2 separate regions of the Mus musculus genome follow, and region 1 is linked to region 2. The links are chromatin contacts, called in public Hi-C maps. All regions are on one chromosome and are shown on one strand. The core of a region is the stretch at or near the end of the contact, and the rest is flanking DNA. Distances in the headings are between cores, read along the strand shown. Region 1 has its middle 34 kb from the start of Gm35922. Region 2 overlaps Glis3 (GLIS family zinc finger 3).

Evidence for each region. A called contact is a pair of places that touch in the nucleus more often than the background predicts.
Region 1: a contact with region 2 is called in a Hi-C map of cortical neurons, with 1.7 times the contacts expected there. A contact is called at or near these places in 27 of 484 Hi-C or Micro-C datasets (the 3T3-L1 cell line, the C2C12 cell line, DN3 thymocytes and 16 more) and 4 of 130 datasets of targeted methods (bone marrow-derived dendritic cells, embryonic fibroblasts, embryonic stem cells and 1 more).

Annotation. Positions count from the first base shown.
Region 1 is chr19:28,724,690-28,727,389 of GRCm38.p6, reverse strand. No RefSeq gene overlaps it. Among named protein-coding and RNA genes, the nearest start is that of Gm35922, 34 kb to the left of the region's middle.
Region 2 is chr19:28,627,370-28,630,069 of GRCm38.p6, reverse strand. The region is part of intron 2 of Glis3 (GLIS family zinc finger 3); the gene reads left to right. Among named protein-coding and RNA genes, the nearest start is that of D930032P07Rik, 50 kb to the left of the region's middle.

The DNA of each region.
Region 1 (2,700 bases), core at 5-2,504, 97 kb before region 2:
ATTCCTAGGCTATGCCCTAGGACAGAGTCCCTGGACAAGAAAGCCAGCGATCTATGTCTTAACGAGCCCTTGAGGGCTTTCTGGTTCTCACTGAGTTGAGAACCAGGGGATTCAGCCTTGCTCATTAGCACTAATCAATTAGAAAGGATTAATGGATCCCATTAGCTTGTTGACACTTTGAGTCAAGGGGTTAGCCCAGGCAATTTCAGTGGAATTGCTGAAGGAAATATGGTGACATCCAAGAGAGGCCATGAGAACAAGGCCAGTCTCAGGTTGTGTGGCGTGTATGCATGAGAAAATGAAGAGCTCTGAGGCCCACCACACATGCATAGCCTCTTCCTGCACTCAAAGTTATGTTCTATCCGAAAAGAGCCCCCAAACTCTCATTAATTAGGAGCTTTTGACAGCACTTCACTTAGTTTATGGAAAGCACAATACTAGTGACTACTTGTGATGTCCTGTTAAAACTCATCTTCCTGCGCCAGACACCAATAGATTTTGCTTCTTTGGGTCTGGGCTGGGCAGCGGTGGAATAGCATTTTAAATGAGTCCGCATGCTACTGAGAGTTAAGTGGTGGGCAAAGGAATCAGAAACGAAACAAACCCCCATGGCTTTATGGGCTTGATGCCTCAAGCTTTGTGGGGAAAACTTGGAAGACCTTCAGATTTCAGCCCACTTTAGCTGCAGAGGTTGAAGGTCCTCCATCAGTATGTGAGTATCAAGCTCTGGCCACGCGCAAAGTCACTTGACTGCGGCTCAGCCTTTCTATCCCGGTTCTAAAGCCTGGATTTGATGCCAGGGAAAAACATTTTTTGTCTTAGGCTTTTTGTTGTCCCCTTGTCGCATTGTTGTCTGGCTTTGAGACTTCTCTTGGGGAATTTTGCTATAACGAATAGTCCAATTTACTTCACCTGCGTGGCAAATTATAAGGCTATTAGAAACACCAGGGTCTTTTCCTGACCGAAGTCTAAAACGCTACACATATTTGGCCTCTAGGGGGCGCTAGCCTTCAGGAAAACAAGGCTGTTTATGTAACAGATTGGCAGTTTAAGCGGCTGTATAAATGTCATTCTTTAAAAATAAAGAAGAAATCTCAGCTAACTCAAACAGGAGCAAATTAAAAAGTAGAGCGAAACATCTATTTCACGAGCACAATTCACCCGCTGTCTCTGGTACTTCAAATTGATACCTTTTCTCCAAATGATAACTGGCACCCTCCCACCGGCTTTAGCTACGCTATGACAAAACAACCGATCAATCCACTCACTTCAGTGAAGAAGAAAAATCCAGTCAGTTAGAAGGGGCTTCGTGTGACTCATACACCTGGAGACAGAATGATTTCTAAGCTATCAACTATAAAAGCCAAGCAACTAAGCCATGACTGAGGGGTTGAGTTTATCCCCAAAACATATTTAGGAAGTTTTGTATTGAGACCTTCCACTGTTTTAAACGGGAATCTCTATGTGAACGCACTAGGAGGGTCCTTGAAATACCAATTTTCAACAGTCTTAAGGGGTATCTATAACACATAGAGCCTTCTTGTCCTGAGGGCTTTGCGGCCAGTCTGAGATCTCAATGTTAGCATCAAGATGGAATCACACAGGGTGCTTTGGAAAATCCCCAGGCTCAGGCACAACCCAGAGCAATTAAGTAAGGATCTCCAGAGATGGACACCTGGATGCTGGGTTCTGAGCCTTCACTGTTGTTGTCTAAAGTACCTTCAGTAGTATACAAGTAAGGTGGTTTGTTTTGTTTTGTTTTGTTTTGTTTTAACACAAGGTCTCTCTGTGTAGCCCTTGCTTTCCTGGAACTCACTGTGTAGAGCAGGCTGGGCTTCAACTCACAGAGATCCACCTGCCTCTGCCTCCCAAATTCTGGGGGTCAAAAGATATACAGTATGAAACTGTATGGCTCCTGCCTTAAAGCAAGGTTTTATACAGCGGGTGACTCTCTCTCTGCTTGCAGTTCTCCCCCACCCCCACCCCGAGGCTCGGGCCGTGTTCTCTGAGACTGAGGGCAGAAAATCAAGCCCAGTTCTCACACTGCCTTTCATCAGCTCTTCCTCCTCAATGTCTGCTCCAATCACCATGCTGACTAACTCCTAATGGGCCCACCCTGTATCTTACTTGCTTCGTTTATGGACTTTGCCTGAAACCCAACAATGGCCACATGCAGATCACAAGCATGGAGATTTTCTTCATAGACACAAACAAATCAATATGGAAGTTACCTCACAAACTACACCATTACTAGTTTGAAGACTAATCCCATGGCAGAGTACTTGTCTAGGTCTTAGTTACTTCTATTACTGTGATGAAACATGTGACCAAAGCAATTTATAAAAAGAAAGCATTTACTATAGGGGCTCATGGTTCCAGAGGGTTAGAGCCCATGGCGGTCATGGAGGGAAACATGGCAACAGAGAGGCAGGCATGGCTCTGGAGAAGTAGCTGAGGGATTTCTTCCTGTCCACAGGCACTAGGCAGAGAGAAAGCTAACTGTGAACTAGGCGTGGACAGATGTCAAAGGCCATCTCCAGTGATACACCTCATCCAAGGCCTCACCTCCTAATGCTTCACGAACACTGTCGCTGGCTGGGGACCAAGCTTTGAAATATATGAACGCATGGGGAGCCATTCTCATTCAAATCACCACACCCCTAATGTTTAAGGCCCCAGCTTCTGTCCTCAGCACTACAA
Region 2 (2,700 bases), core at 105-2,604:
TCCAGTCAGGTGATGACCCACACCACCTTCCTGCCTGCCCTTCCAGACAAGCTGTGTTCCTTGCCCAACCCTTTGTCTTTTGGTCTTGATAATTAGGCAGCATTAGAGCTGTTGACTTACTTTCTTTTCTTTTTCCTTTCCTTTCCTTTCCTTTCCTTTCCTTTCCTTTCCTTTCCTTTCCTTTCCTTTCCTTTCCTTTCCTTTCCTTTCCTTTCTTTCAGATATAGTACCTTCAAATCAGCTGTTATAGTAAAGATAGTACTAATTTTAAATTAATTTTATTATTTATTTATTTATACTTTTATTAGGTATTTTCCTCATTTACATTTCCAATGCTATTCCAAAAGTCCCCCATACCCTCCCACCCACTCCCACTTTAGTCCAGAAATATGGATGTGTTGTAACATTTCTGTATGGAGAGAAAGGGAGTTGAGTGAATTGAGTCTTGTAGTTTTCTCCAATGGTTGAGCCTTTGTCACTGGTGATGACTATACTATAGTTGATGGGTTTTGTTTTTTGTTTTTTGTTTTTTTTTTTGAGTAATTTCTTGCGTGTGTGTTCGTTCACATGTATGCACTCAACCATGTGTGTTTAAGTAAGTTCGAACTGAGAGCAACCTCCAGTGACTACCTCCTTTGAAACAGAGTCCCTCATTGGTCTGTAGGTCACCAGCTGGCCAAATTGGTCCAGCATCAAGTCCCAGGGGGTCCTCCTGTCTCTGTCTCTCCAGCACTGGAACTACGAACATAGGTTACTCTCTGGGCATTTTTATCTGGGTTCTGTAGATAGAAGCCAGGCCCTCTGGTGTGTGTGCTTTACCATGGATCGAGCTCTCTCCCAAGCTTCGTCCTCCCTCCCTCCCTCCCTCCCTTCCTCCCTCTGCCTTTTGCTCTCTTTCTGAGGTTAGAATGCTTACCGAGTAGCCCAGGCTAGTCTTGAACCCATAATCCTCCTTTCTTGGCTTCTTGCATGCTTTCTCTGAGAACTTCTATAGAGACATGAGTATCTTCCCTTTGTTCATAGACAGCAGTGCATTAGCACACACCACCCACAACACCATTTTGCACCCAACAATTGATTTCATAACTCATTCGCCACCAGTCCATGCAAAGCTGCCTCGTGTTTTTTTTTTTTTTCCACTTCAGTAAAGAAGTTAATTATTGCTAGGTTATAGTTATGAACAAATCATTATGCAAAAGTGGACAGGCTTCGTGACATGCTATGCTTGTTTTCTATCTGAGCACAGTTGGCTGTTGGTTGGTTCTCCCAGCAGGCAGAGTTTGAGCCTTCCTGTTGAGGAAGGTAACTGCAGTTTCAGGATGGTAGTTAGCCCTTCAGTTCTGTGTTTTCAACAATAGGTGGCACCAGTAATTTCTGTATTGGGGCTGTGTCGAGATAGAAAGCACGATCATTTTTCATTTCCTATCTTTGTATTCACAGATTATTAAGAGCGAAGATGTGCTTAGCCGTAAGCCTGGGGGCTGGCACCTGTATGCATACATCCAGAGCAGATTAAGAAACGCTTTGTAGGAAGATACCTGTGGCTCGAAGCTGCTTCGCTCTTCTCACCCCAGCCTGTGTTTGTAGCAGTCACTTAGTGAGCTAAGACATTTAGTTAGCACACACATATTCAGTGACGGTCAGTACAGCTAGCATGTACATGAAGTGTATCTTTTCAGGCATATCTCTTAGAGATGATTTTGTGGGAAATTTCATCTTGTGACGCGTCCATGGATTGACCGTTGCATGGGGCGCTGTGTATTCTTAGGACTTAGCCTGTCTAACTGGCATTCACTGGTTTTCAACTTGGTCTCTGTGCTAACCCGTTCTCCCTTGTGCTCCCTGTTGCGTGGGCCTAGACCTCCATGAACATTTAAAACACAGCTCTTCAGATAGAATCATTAGCCGCAGAGAGCAATCCTTTCCCTTTCTTCTCGTTGCCACCTGGAAATTCCCTCCACCAATTTCTAATTTGCCTTTCAGAATTCGCCTTCATTTCTGTGCCTCGCAATACAAGGCTTTGATTACTGCATAAGTAGGCGATTGTCCTGGCTGTTCTCCGTTTTGTTCTTTATCAGTATGGGGAGAATAATTCTTCAGCTTCAGAATTAAGAAACAAAAAACAAAAACCAAAAAATCTATAACATGTTGTCAACAAGCTCTCCTGGGTCAAACACACACACACACACACACACACAGAGCCTTAGGGATGGTGAGGTGGCAGATAGATTCATGTGCAAACATCTGATGTGACGTGACTCTGTATCCATCCCCAGGATCATGCAGATGTTGGAAACAGTGAGCAGAGCTCTACTGCTTTTGATTTGAACTGGATCAGCACAGCTTCTCTTGCTTGTTCCCTCCCGAAGGCAATTCGTACACACCTCCTTGGCTTTCACCCGGTGTCACGCCTTGAGTTGGTCTTGTGATTTTTCCTGTGGATTTCTGTCTTCACGGGGCCTTTGATCCTACAAGAGTCCCAGGTATCTCTGCTGTGTAGCATTGTGCTAAAACCTCTGATTCTTTCTTTGTGTGCCAAGTACCTGGCTCTTAGATTTAGTGACTCCTTCAAGTATCAAGCTAATTATTTAGTCGGTGGTCAGAATCTCAGGAACAGAACCAAACACCACAGCTGTGTACTGAATTGTGAGCATCTGAGTGTGTATGCGTGCTCAAGGGCACGCCCGAGTAGTGATCAGA